Linked DNA regions of Sus scrofa: region 1 is linked to region 2. The links are chromatin contacts, called in public HiChIP or PLAC-seq maps. All regions are on one chromosome and are shown on one strand. The core of a region is the stretch at or near the end of the contact, and the rest is flanking DNA. Distances in the headings are between cores, read along the strand shown. Region 1 holds the start of UNK (RING finger protein unkempt homolog). Region 2 overlaps UNC13D (protein unc-13 homolog D).

The links. HiChIP or PLAC-seq counts read pairs in DNA pulled down with a chosen protein or histone mark.
Region 1: a contact with region 2 is called in an H3K27ac HiChIP or PLAC-seq map of alveolar macrophages. The contact joins the promoter of UNK here to the enhancer-like site in region 2. A contact is called at or near these places in 1 of 5 promoter capture datasets (liver), 8 of 47 Hi-C or Micro-C datasets (blood, differentiating spermatogonia, embryonic fibroblasts and 4 more) and 2 of 2 datasets of contacts at active chromatin or transcription factors (alveolar macrophages and skeletal muscle).

The regions. Positions count from the first base shown.
Region 1 is chr12:5,626,793-5,633,603 of Sscrofa11.1, forward strand. UNK (RING finger protein unkempt homolog) reads right to left here and starts at 1,457. Exons shown (of 15, transcript XM_021066619.1): 1 at 1,253-1,457. The coding sequence starts at 1,356. It overlaps LOC100521680 (histone H3.3), which reads left to right and starts at 5,534. Exons shown (of 4, transcript XM_003131194.4): 1 at 5,534-5,683; 2 at 6,154-6,291; 3 at 6,412-6,565; 4 at 6,653-6,811. The coding sequence starts at 6,164. The coding sequence ends at 6,781.
Region 2 is chr12:5,581,052-5,587,762 of Sscrofa11.1, forward strand. It overlaps UNC13D (protein unc-13 homolog D), which reads left to right. Exons shown (of 32, transcript XM_021066615.1): 22 at 40-183; 23 at 338-436; 24 at 535-741; 25 at 931-999; 26 at 2,016-2,095; 27 at 4,535-4,640; 28 at 4,718-4,789; 29 at 5,572-5,655; 30 at 5,741-5,861. Among named protein-coding and RNA genes, the nearest start is that of UNC13D, 11 kb to the left of the region's middle. Within about 2 kb of position 3,085, at least 5 of the 83 cell types and tissues checked have an H3K27ac peak or open chromatin away from gene starts, as enhancers often do. A contact at or near this core is called in alveolar macrophages, where this site is marked.

The DNA.
Region 1 (6,811 bases), core at 207-2,706, 44 kb after region 2:
ACCATACCACTCCCCTCATCACTGAATTCTTCTAACACCAAGGGAAGGATTGCAGAAAGAACTCCAGCACCAAACAAGGGCCACATTAGAAAAGTTACAGGTGGCATGAGTCAGACTGAAGTCAATAAAGTTTCAGATGATTTCAATCGATAGCAGAGAATCTCGCAAGGAAACCAATACACTTCCTTAAACCCTCTTTGCCTTATTCCAGAAGAGTTTCCCACTCACAGAGTCTGACTTCTGTGAGTGACGAACGAGAGCTCCCCTGTGGACTTCTAGTTCTTTCTATTCCAACACACGCTTCTTGCTCTGGGTCACCAGACAGCATTACTGTGTGCCCCTTAACGGTTGTTCAACTCCCACATTCCAAATCTCCGGCCAGATTGAGGTACACTTGGGGATCCTTCCAAACATGCACACATTTTGGCAGCCCAAGGAGATGCGAGGCAAAGAGCATCAGGGAAAATGGAAACCCAACATTCTGCTTAAAGGGAGGGTCTGCCTTCTTCACCTTTCTTTCTCATCAAGTACCTAGCACTAGGGAGTTGCTTGAAGTGCCCTGAAAGGAAATAAAAAGACGAAAGGGACCTACATTTAGACACAAGCAGATTCCCAGGAAGAGGTTTTCCATCTTACTGGACTCTTGCAGTGTCAGCATTTGGGGGTCCCTCTGAGGCCACAGCTGGGTTGGGCCTGAGAACATATTCGGACCCCATCACCTTCGGGATCCCTGACTTGGCCTGGGTCAAATGTTTTTAAGTAAATTCCAGCCAAAGTGGACAACACTTGGGCCTTAGGGACGCACAAGGCCTCCTGTGCACAGAACACAGGTCGCCTAACAGAACTTCACGCTAGTGGTCATTCATAGGCCGTTCTAGGGCTGGCCCCTTAGGAACGCATCCTGGTCGCGTCTTGGACTTCTTATCCCCCCCGAGAGTGCCTGGGACTGTGGTTTTATGGCCTGAGAACCAGTTAGGCCTCGAAGGCCAGGCCTGAGATGTGTGCACTCTGCGCCGCGAGCTCCCTCCTTCCCCACTTGCGGCGGGACTGGGTTTCCCGCCCCACAGCCCGACCAAAGGTTGGTGGCAGTTGGAGGCAGTTGGGACCGGCCCTAGCAGGTTGGAACCGGTCTGGGCCGGGACGGAGGAAAGGGGGGAGGGAGAGGCCGCCTCGCGCTCTCCCTGCGCGCGTGACTCACGCTGGCCGCTGACGTCAGGCGTGCGCGCGCGGCGGGGGGGGGGGCTCTACGTACGTGTAGTGCTGCGGTTTCTCGGGCTGTGCCTGCAGCACCTGAGCGGTAGCGGCCGGGGGCGCCGAGGAAGCTGCGGAGCCGCCGGGCCCGGGGCCCTTCGACATGGTCCTGTCTTCCTGCCTCTTCGCCGCTCCCCTTTTATTATTCAGTCTGCGCGGTCCGCGCCGAGGCACTAGTGCGCCTGCGCCGCGCCACGAGAACGTGAAGACCCCCCGCACGGCAGCGAGGGTTGCTGGGAGTTGTAGTCCTGGGTCAGGCTGGAATTTTACCGTCCGCCGAGGGTTGCTGCCAAAGGAACGGACCACAATACCCAGAGAGCCTTGCAGACGGTATCCCGGATGCTGAGGGCCCGAGACGGTTTCTGGGGATTGCAGTCTCGCCCTGTCTCTCCTTAACAGCCGGTTTCCCCGTTCGTGGGGGAACCTTTGCCTGAAACTGGAGCACCTGGAGTAGAAGAGGCCCAGAGCTAGGGAGGGCTTAACGACTGCAGTGAAACAGTTCCAAGTGTAATTCCACGGCCAACAGTGTAATAATTATCTCGCCTCCATACTTAGCAAAGCTTGGGCTCGGTTCTGATGCCGCCCTGAGCAATGGGCCTTTGAGCTTCAGGCACCTGGACTCTGCCAACATCCTCGCTCGTTCAGCGGGAACAAGCTGAAAATCATAAGGGAAAGTCGGCCTGCTGGAAGTCAGCGTGAGAAAGCTCTGCTAACGAAGAGCTACACAACCCAGTACTCTGTTCCTGCGCCTTTGCTCAGGCGCTCCATACACCTTTACGAGCTCTGAAACCTGGAACTCCACGGTTTCAGTCCTTTCTCAGCTCGACACTTGGCCTGACCAATTTGTTTCCAGTACGTTAAGGGCCAAGGACGAACTTAATCTCCATCTAGCATAGTCTCAGGTGCACTGGCAAGTTGCAGGGGGCTTCGAGAAGCATCACAGTGTCCAGAGGAAGGGCCTGGGTTTGAGTCAGGAGTGCGATTTATTATAATTTACCCTAGTTTCCTGCTCTGAATGCCAGCCTTTCTACTTGGGAAAATGTCTCCTCCCCGCTTCCCTCCAGTCAGATGAAGTTCTTCATAGATACTTGAAACTTACCATCTTAACTTTGTTTTCCTTATTTAATCTATTTAAAGACATTGTTTTAAAGACTGATTTGTATCTTATTAAGTAACATTAACTCATGCTAATCTCGTAAAAGAAACACATTCCCAGTAACCTTAGGGGCAAAGCAGGAAGGGGTGAATGTAAAAGTGTTAATATGCAGGACTGACACATGCCTATTTTATTTAGTTCCAAGTAACCACATCAGAAGCCAAATTGTCAGCCTACAAAGCTGAGAAACGAGTATTTCTTAAACAGGCCAAATCAATTGTTTCACCACTAGGGGCGTTTGAAGATGAAAAATTCCAAAAGGAGAAACAAGTTGAGGTGTATTGCTTTAATCCTATTAAATGCAGATAATTGGCTTATCTGTTATTCCCCCCACCCCACCCCACCCCGAATACCCAAGTGTGATTTGAATGGAGAAAGATAGTTCAGACGGCTGGATTTTAAATGTGTGTGTACCATGAACTTCAGAATAAGAGTGTACGGGTAGAATTGGGAGATGATATCATCCAAGCTGCTTAATTTACAGGAGAGGAAACCGAAACTCAGAGAGATTAAGTAACTTGCACCGAGTTTCTAAGTCTGTGACAGAACAGGAACTAGGACCGTAGCCAGATGCTGCATCCCATTCTGCATTGTTTGTATCAACATTTTCAGTTGCTCCCCATTTCCTGTGCTGCTTAGAAAAAACATAACCTGTATGACTGCCAAGTAAGGAGGACAAACTATTTCCACTCATCATCCTTAAATGACGAATGTGAATTCATACCTAGTTTCTCCCGAAGCAGTTTTAGTTCCTCTCTAAAAATTAGCAAAACTGAAGGTGGGCAGGTAACTAGACCATCTCTCTTGCAGAAAGCAAGGGATGAACCGGGTTTGGGATCTCCAAGAAAAGCCTTGGAACTCAAAATGGGTGTTAATTTAGGAGCCCGTTCCTTCTCCAGACCGTCTGAGCAGTCGAAAAAGATGACAAGGTATTTTTCTGGTTACATCCCAGGACATTTGACAGCTTTTTATGCAGGATGGAACCAGTACCCTGTTTCTGGGCTAAATTTACACAGGTTCTGAGAACAGGTGAAGAGTGTCCATCTTGGTTTCTCTATGTGGTCTGGCCTGAATGAAATAGCTTAATTTTTCCCCACCCTAAACTTTGAGCAGAAGGCAGAAACTAACATTGAATTATCGCATAAAAGTTTAAATATATGGAGAATTAAGTAAATATTGTGCAGTGTTATCATTGAGAGAGCTGAAATGAGAGGAATTTGGAACCAGAGTTTGGGCAGAAGGTGTTTTTGCCCTGCCTGCTTTTTCTTTTCTTTTTCTTTCTTTTTTTTTTTTTTTTTTAAGGGCCACACCTGCAGCCTATGGAGGTTCCCAGGCTAGGGGTCCAATTGGAGCTGTAGCTGCCAGCCGCAGCCACAGGAGCTGAGCCACATCTGTGACTCACACCACAGCTCACAGCAAAGCTGGATCCTTAACCCACTGAGCAAGGCCAGGGATCAAATTCACGTCCTCATGGATACTAGTAGGTTTTGTTAACCACTGAGTCATGATGGGAACTCCTGTGCCTGCTTTTTCAAATTGTGAATTTTTTCCCCCTCACTATTGATGGTGAAAGGGAGAACTTTGGTGTCACAAGTAAATTTTTGAGGTATTTGTATTCATGTACAGTAAGTCTCTAAGTTGAAATCTGCATGTACCTGGTTTTGCTGTTTTTTTTTTTTATTTCAATAACTTAAAATATTCAGTGAGCCCAGAGTAAGAACTGCAGGGTAGAATGTCCAAAGCTCTATTTCAATTTTCCGAGCTTTATTTGGCTGGTCTTAACCTTAAGCCTTCTTTGATATTTTATAAACTGAGACGTCTGTAGGCCTAAATATTAAAATCCATCCAAGACATTTAGGCAAAGGTAGGTATTACCACTTTTATACATTTGTCATGTTTCTTCAGAAGTAATACTTTCCAGGATATATTATTAAATACAAGGGCACTTATTTAATTGCCTTTATGGACATGCAAATGTTGTTTTAGAACTGAGTATTCTCTTTCTTGCTGTGGTCATTTTGTTCAGGTGAATTACATAATTTTAAAAATATGTTGCTTAGTAGGTTACTTCTTGTATATTGAAGTCACAAGGTTACTTCTTGTATATTGAAATCACAACGTATTTTGTGATGGTCTAAGAACTTATAAAAATCACTTGGCATTTGTTTCTTTTTTTTTTTTTTTTTTTTTTTTTTTTTTTTTTTGGTCTTTTTTGTCTTTTGTTGTTGTTGTTGTTGTTGCTGTTTCTTAGGCCGCTCCCGCGGCATATGGAGGTTCCCAGGCTAGGGGTTGAATCGGAGCTGAAGCCACCGGCCTACGCCAGAGCCACAGCAACGCGGGATCCGAGCCGCGTCTGCAACCTACACCACAGCTCACGGCAACGCCGGATCGTTAACCCACTGAGCAAGGACAGGGACCGAACCCGCAACCTCATGGTTCCTAGTCGGATTCGTTAACCACTGCGCCACGACGGGAACTCCTGGCATTTGTTTCTTTGTATCTATTATTTACTCATCCCCACCCCATCGAACGAAAGAACTGCTTTTTAGTTAAAATGTATATACCTGATACATAAAATACTTGTAAGATAACATAATTTACTGATTTCTAATTCTTATTTAAACTACGTACCTAACTATCACAATGTTAGTGAAAAGTAAATAATCACAGGGAACACATTTTAGTTTACATTGGAAGGTAGTTTACAAATTTTTCGTTAAAGTAACGTCTCCTCCTGCATTGTATTAGCTTGATGCAAATAAGCTATCCCATCCCGACTCTTAAGTCCTGATAGAGACCAGTACAATTCATTTGCATTGACTTTCTATTGTAGAGCTTTGGAACCAAGGGAAGGATCCAAACATAGCTCCATTTTATCCAATCAGAAGAGCCGCTTAGTGCCAACCTCTGATTCGTCCATTCCTCTTTGCATTCACCCAATCGTTAGGCCACTTTAACAGCCAATCAGTGGCCTAGACATCCGCCAATCAGGAAACGGGGCCGAAGCACGGCCTTTGTGTCGGGGGATGTCAGCGCGTCGGCGAAAGTGTCAGCCAATAGGAAAAGTCGTTGGTGTATGCAAATTAGGGTCCTATGACGCAGAGACGCAGCGTGAAGCGTGGGTATAAAAGCGGAGGCTTAGGGGGGGCCTGGAGCGCAGAGCGGTTTGGTCGTTCGTTGGAGTTGCTTCTTGCTTTGGTTCGGCGACTGCGGCTCTTCATTGGGCGGCGGGAGCGGCACGGCGGTGGGGGAAGCGGCCTCAGACTTCGCTGTTGGGTAAGTCTCGGCTTTGCCTGCGGCTTGAGGCCCTGCCGGCCGTTGATGCCGCGGGCCACGACCGTTGGGAGCTGAGTGCCGGCTGGTGCGGGCTGCTCTGACTGCTGCTGGCGACTCTGGGGTCGGGTGGTTTTCCCTTGGGGCTTCGCTCCGGAACCGCGTCTCCGCCTCTTTCCCGCTGGTGATTCAGAGGTCCCGACTCCGGGTTCCCGGCAGCTGGGCCTCCGCCCGTCGAGGAGGGGAAGTGACTCCTCCCCGCGCCCCCCCTCCCAGGGGAGGCTGCTGCTACTCGCCGCCTGAGTCATTAGGGGAGGGGGGGTGGAGGCGGCGGCCCTCGGCCATCTGCCGCCCGCCGTGGGGCGCAGGGAGGCGGGAGGGCAGGCGCGCCGGGCGTCCCGCCCTCTGCACGCTCGCCGTCTCACCCCGGGAGGCGAGCGTCGCGGCCCCCGAGTCACGGGTGTCTCCTGCAGGTAAAAGAAAATGGCCCGAACCAAGCAGACTGCTCGTAAGTCCACGGGTGGGAAAGCGCCCCGCAAACAGCTGGCCACTAAAGCTGCCAGGAAAAGCGCTCCCTCTACCGGCGGGGTGAAAAAACCTCATCGCTACAGGTAGGCAGCGCGGCAGGGAGACAATGACTCGGCGGGCGCGCCGCGAGTTGGACCCTCTGGCTGCTTGCTCGGTCCTGTCACTTAACTGGTGTCCCTTTACGCCCTTCCTGCTCGCTCCAGGCCCGGGACCGTCGCGCTTCGAGAAATCCGTCGTTACCAAAAGTCCACGGAGCTTCTGATCCGGAAGCTGCCCTTCCAGAGGTTGGTGAGGGAGATCGCCCAGGATTTCAAAACTGACTTGAGGTTCCAGAGCGCCGCCATTGGTGCGCTTCAGGTGAGACGGCGGTGGCAGGGGCGGAGGGCTGGCTTGTGTGCGGTGGTCCTTGGAGGGAGTTTAATGTGTGGCTCTTGTCCTCAACAGGAGGCTAGTGAAGCGTACCTGGTGGGTTTATTTGAAGATACCAATCTGTGTGCCATCCACGCTAAGAGAGTCACCATCATGCCCAAAGACATCCAGTTGGCTCGCCGGATACGGGGAGAGAGAGCTTAAGTGAAGGCAGTTTTTATGGTGTTTTGTAGT
Region 2 (6,711 bases), core at 1,835-4,334:
AGAATTTAGCAAAGTCTTGAGCCCACCCCCATCTCCTAGCTGGTGCCCCTGGGTGAACTGACCAAGCATAGCACGTCGGCTGTGGATCTGTCCACCTGCTTTGCCCAGATCAGCCACACCGCCCGGCAGCTGGACTGGCCTGACCCGGAGGAGGCCTTCATGATCACTGTCAAGTTCGTGGAGGTGCAGCCTCGTTCCCACCCCACCATGTCTCCCACCTTCTCACCCTGGCAACTTCTAAGAGCCTGTGTCCTAAATCCTCCTGAGATTCCTGTGCCCCCTCCCATCTGCCCCCCTGGACACTCCTCCCCCATTGACCGTCCTCTCCTTACCCCAGGACACCTGCCGTCTGGCCCTCGTGTACTGCAGCCTTATAAAGGCCCGGGCCCGTGAGCTCTCTGCAGGCCAGAAGGACCAAGGCCAGGCAGCCAACATGGTAAGGGCCAGAGCTGGAGGCTGGGCCGGGCCAGGGTGGGGCTGGAGTCCTGGCACTCTTCAGAAAGCCCTGCATCCTTGTGCCCGGGCTGCCTGCAGCTGTGTGTGGTGGTGAACAACATGGAGCAGCTGCGGCTGGTGATCGGCAAGCTGCCCACCCAGCTGGCCTGGGAAGCGCTGGAGCAGCGGGTAGTGGCTGTGCTGGAGCAGGGGCAGCTGCAGAACACGCTGCATGCCCAGCTGCAGAGCGCGCTGGCTGGGCTGGGCCATGAGATTCGAACTGGAGTCCGTACCTTAGCCGAACAGGTAACTTGCTTGACCCACAGTGACCCCGCCCCAGCCATCCTCAGCCTGAAATCCCCCCCCCCACCCCAGTAGGACTTGGGCCAGTGTCTAGCTCCTTCCCCTTCCTGAACCTAAACTCGGGCCCCAAACCTCCTCTCTGGACTCCCCGAGTCACACCCTGACCTCTCTTCTGCTGCTTTGTGTCTCCAGCTTGAGGTGGGCATTGCCAAGCACATCCAGAAACTTGTGGGCATCAAGGAGTCTGTCCTGCCTGAGGATGTGAGTGGCTCTCCCTGCTCGCCAACCGTTGCCAGCGGTGGGGTCAGGGATTGCAAAGGGGCTTGGGCTGGGCAGGGGGCTGAAGGCCAGGGGGTGTCAGCGATAAGTCCTCCAGACCCAGACTTGGGCAAGGAATGTTCCCTCTTGGCCTCAGTTTCCTCCTCGGGTGCTGAGGGTGGGCTTGGGTGAGTCCATGGCTTCTCCCAGCAGTGACAGTCGGTGGGGGCTGCCGTGGGGGAGGCCTTAGACTTTGCAGCAAGCAGACCTGGGCGTGTAGCCTTCCCACTGGCACGGCTGTCCTGTTTATTCAGGCCAGCTGACCTCAGGTTCCTCATCTGTCGCCAGGGACAGTAATGTACACCTTTGCTTGGGGAGAATGTTACTCATTAATTCATCAACTATTAAAGCCCCCCCTTTGTCCCAGGTATTGATTTAGGCCCTGGGAGTATATGTCAGTGAACGCCAGGACAAAAATCCCTGGCTTGCTAGAGGTTACATTCTAGCAGGGCAGGTGAAAGAGGAGCTAAGTAAGTGTATATGAGCAGAACTATAGCTTTAACCAGAACTATACGTGCATATCTGTGTGTTTATAGACACACACACACACACACACACACGGCAGCTTCAATAACAATAGCTGCTAAAGAGAAAAATAAAACATACGAGAGATGGGAGAGCGTCAGAGGACTGTGTTTTTAGATAGTGGCCAGAGAAGGCCTTAGTCAGAGGGCGACGGCTGAGTCAGGATCTAAAGGAAGCCAGAGAAGGAGCTCTGAGGATTTCTATAGGCGGGAACAGCATGGGCAAAGGCCCTGAGGCAGGACAGTGCCCGGCAGGTTCAAGGGCTATAGGGGAGGCCAGTGTGGCTGGAGCGGACTGTGGTCATGGGTTAGCTCTGCAAACCTTCCAAATATATGCACCGAGGCTCCTGGCCCGGGTTCCTGCCCCGGTCAGGGCCAGGGAAAGGGGGTGGCAGCGGAATGGGCCAGAGCTGGACGTGCTGCGCCCCTCCCCAGGCCATTCTGCCCCTGATGAAGTTCCTGGAGGTGGAGCTCTGCTACATGAACACCAACTTGGTGCAGGAGAACTTCAGCAGGTCTGCCGCAGCCGCCTGCCCCGCGGCGCCCCCATCACCCCCCTCCGCCCACCTGCCCTCCCTCCTCAGGGGCGGGTGCAAACAGCCTCTCTGAAATGCTCGCTCCCAGGGTCTGGGCGCTCACCACCTGTCCTGTTCCCCTTCGGCCGAGCTGAACCCTGCCTGTCCCTCCTTCCTCCCCGAGCCCTGGGCTACGTCTCTGGGAGACGGCTGGCCGCTCTGCCCTCCCTAAGGTTGCAGGCAGCTGGTGTTCCTCTCCCACAGCCCACAGAAACTTCTAGTTAGGGTCTCTCTCTCTTTTTTGGGGCTGCACCCCTGGCATATGGAAGTTCCCAGGCTAGGGGTCTAATCGGAGCTGTAGCTGCTGGCCTATACCACAGCCACAGCAACACAGGATCCAAGCCGCGTCTGTGACCTACACCACAGCTCATGGCAACATCAGATCCTTAACCCATTGAGCAAGGCCAGGGATCGAACCCGCAACCTCATGGTTCCTAGTCAGATTTGTTTCCGCTGTGCCACGACAGGAACTCCTAGGGTCTGTCTTTTTTTTGTTGTTGTGGTCTTTTTGCCTTTTCTAGGGCCATTCCCGCAGCATACGGAGGTTCCTGAGCTAGAGGTCTAATCAGAGCTACAGCTGCCAGCCTACACCACAGCAACATCAGATCCAAGCCGCATCTGCGACCTGCACCACAGCCCATGGCAACGCTGGATCCTAAACCACTGAGCAAGGCCAGGGATTGAACGCCGCAACCTCATGGTTCCTAGTCGGATTCGTTAACCACTGAGCCATGGCAGGAACTCCTCCTAGGGTCTGCCTTAAAGCAGCCCCCCCCTCCCCCGCCACTGGGCAGCAGGGGGTAGCGGCCAAGGGCACGGGCTCTGCACGACCAGGCCTCAGACTCCAGCTCCACTGCTGCTTGGTGGGTGGCCTCGAGCAGATTGCTCAAGTCTTCTGTGCGGATGACCCTAGTTCTGGCCTCTGCTGAGGACTGAATGAGTCAAGCGCTGAGCCTGGCGCCTGCGACAAAGGAAGTGGTTGATGACTGTGAGCGGCCCCCACGACGGTGGCGGGGACGAGGACAGATTCTTCCACACGGGGGTGCCGGCCTCCAGAGTTCTGCTCCGCTCCCGTGGGGCACCGGCCTTGGAAGCCCACCCTCTTTGTATCATAGGCCATAGAATGCCATTGGTTCAGCTCTGATTTGCCCACAAAACAGACTTTAATCTGCACTAAGACAAGCGCATTACTTACCCGTCACTGCCTCAGAGCTGTCGGAACGGTGTCTGGTACCTAATGAGCTCTTAAGTATGTTGACCAAATTAATTTTTTTTTTTTGCTTTTTAGGGCCCCACCTGCAGCATATGGAAGTTCTCAGCCTAAGGGTCAAATCAGAGCTGTGGCTGCCAGCCGACGCCACAGCCGCAGCAACGTGGGAATCCGAGCCACATCTCTGACCTACACCACAGCTTACAGCAATGCCAGATCCTCGAGCCACTGAGTGAGGCCAGGGATCAAACCGCATCCTCATGGATCCTGGTCAGGTTTGTTATGGCTGAGCCACAATGGGAACTCCCAGTTGGTTTTTTTTTCCCCCAAAGGAACTGACCTTTTTTTTCCCTTAAATTTTTTTAACTGAATGAATTTAATTACATTTATAGTTGTAGGGAACTCTCGGTTCTTTTTTTTTTTTTTTTTTTTTGCTTTTTAGGGCCGCAACTGCAGCATATGGGGATTCCCAGGCTAGGGGTCGAGTTGGAGCTACAGCTGCCAGCCCACACCACAGCCGAAGCAATGCCAAATCTGAGTCGTGTCTGCGACCTACCCCACAGCTCACAGCAACGCCAGATGCTTAACCCACTGAGTGCGGCCAGGAATCAAACCCACAACCTCATGGTTCCTTGTGGATTCGCTTCCGCTGCGCCACGACGGGAACCCTCCACGTTCTTAATCACACTTCTTTTGTACTTGCTTGCCTGACTCCGCTTTGACAAGTGAAATTTCAGTTATTTTAGGTCGCTACTAGGATGGACTGTGGCCCAGTTGCCGTTTCTCTCCCCGCAGGTAGTAGGTGCTTTTCCACGCTGTGTGCGGAGATCCTACTCACTTTGGCTCCTTTCTCGACCCATGATTCTGTCATGGGGGGGCCACCCCGCCCCTTGTTTGCTGGGGTTTGCTCATCCTGCTGAGAAGGATTCTTCCCTGGGCTATGAGCCGTGTTGGGCAGGCCCGGGATGGTCTGTCCCATCCCCCTCCCTCCTTCCCTCAGGAGAGCAGCCCCCCGCCTGCAGCCCTGGCCCCGGTCCCACCCAAGAAGCAGGTGGGGGGGGGGCGGGGGGCTGGGCCCCGCGCAGCCCCCTCTTTCTCAAGAGCATCTCCACTTCCTCCTCTTCCGTCCTCCCGCCCTGTATCCGGCACCCCTGCGCACCCCACCCCAGCCTTCTGACCCTGCTCTGGACGCACACGCTCATGGTGCTGGCGGAGGTGGCTGCCTCCCAGCGGAGCTGTCCCCTGGCCTCCCGCAGGCTGAAGATTGCACTACAGGTAATAATACCGGTGACAATAACAGTGACCTCGGTGGCAGAATGGCCTGGGGTCACCGCTGGTGTCTCGCCCCCTAGAACCTGGAGATCTGCTTCTACGCCGAGGGCTGCGGTCTGCCGCCTGAGGCCCTGCACACGGCCACCTTCCAGGTAGGGGCTTTTTGGTGAGCTGGTGGCGTGGGGCAGCCTGCCTTCCTGTCCTCACCTCTATCTAGGACCAGCTACCTAATTTACAGGGTTCGGCACAAAATGAAAATGTAGGCCCCCCAAAAAATAATGGATGGAGTTCCCCGTGTAATCTCAGTGGAAACAAATCCGACTAGGAACCATGAGGTTGCGAGTTCCATCCCTGGCCTTGCTCCGTGGGTTAAGGATCCGGCGTTGCCGTGAGCTGTGGTGTAGGTCACGGACGCGGTTCGGGTCTGGTGTGGCTGTGGCTGTGGCGTAGGCTGGCGGCTTCAGCTCTGATTGGAGCCCTAGCCTGGGACCCTCCATGTGCCGCGGGAGTGGCCCTAAAAAGACAAAGACAGAAACAGTGATAATTGAGGCCGCTCCCTGGTGGCCCAGTGGGTTAGGGTTCCACATTGTCATTGGCTGGGGTCACTGCTGTGGTGCTTGTTTGATCCCTGGCCTGGGAACTTCTACATGCCGAGGGTGCACAGCCGAAAAAGCAATTTAAGAGGCAAAGCAGAGCCTTAAACCAAGTGTGAGGTTCTTCTAAATGGCTGGGGCGGGGGCGGTGGTGAGAAACACCTGCGGGGCCCACCCTGTCCGGGCCTCGGGCGGGCAGGCCTGCCTGTGGCCCCACGGCACCCAGTGTTTTCCACATCTCGCTGCCGCCTCCCGCCTTGGCTGTGACTTCTGAAGGGCAGCGCTGGGCTGTGGGTGAGTGTGACAGCAGAGGTGAGTCCTCAGCAATGGCCCATCCCCAGGCGCTGCAGAGGGACCTGGAGCTGCAGGCAGCCTCCAGCCGGGAGCTCATCCAGAAGTACTTCTGCAGCCGCATCCAGCAGCAGGTGAGGCTCCCTCCCGGCTGCGCACCTGGAGCCCCGCCTCCCCCGCTCAGCCCCAGCTGATGCTGCCCCTGTGCCCCACCCACAGGCGGAAACCGCCTCCGAGGAGCTCGGGGCCGTCACGGTCAAGGCTTCCTACCGCGCCTCCGAGCAGAAGCTGCGCGTGGAGCTGCTCAGCGCCTCCAGCCTGCTGCCCTTGGACTCCAATGGTGAGTGGAGGCTGTCCTGGCCACTCTTTGTCCCCACCCTGGTCCCCCGAGTCCCTGGGGGCTCACTCGTCTAGAGGCGGCATAGCTGCTGGGGTGGGGACTGGACTTGGGGCCGGGATACCCTTGGTCACTGTCCCCTCATGGGCCACTTGCCAGGCTCCAGCGACCCCTTTGTCCAGCTGACCTTGGAGCCCAGGCACGTGTTCCCTGAGCTGGCCCCTCGGGAGACCCAAAAGCACAAGAAGGACCTCCACCCACTGTTTGATGAGACCTTTGAATTGTGAGTGGTCCCCACGCTCGCCGCTCGTCCCCGCCCTGGACCCGCCTGAGGCCTGCTCTTCCCAGCTGGGGCCAAGGGGCGCCCTGAGATGAGCGGGTTTGTGTCCCAGGGAGGGACACTTGGGACAAGTGTTTGCTGGCACAGGCCTCAAACCTGCTCCCCTGCAGGTGGAGCAGGACTGCTGGGAGAATCCTCCCATGTGTTGGGCTAAGAGGCTCGCTCCCAGGGAAAGGTCCCGTCCCTGAGGTCCTCCATCCCCCAAGGCAGGCAGGCCTGGGTACCCAGGCCCCCTGGGTCACAGCACCAGTCAGAGCTGGCATCACCGCCGTGGCCCAAGGCACATGAGGCCGAGCTGATCTGCAGTCCTAATCCCCAGCTGTCCGGCCGTGCGGGGGTGGGTGGCAGTGGCAGTATGTGGGGCAGGCAGCTGAGGCCGGCTCTGTCCCCCGCCCAGCCTGGTGCCTGCCGAGCCCTGCCGCAAGGACGGGGCGTGCCTCCTGCTCACAGTGCTGGACCACGACACGCTGGGGGCTGACGACCTGGAAGGGGAGGCCTTCCTGCCGCTGCACT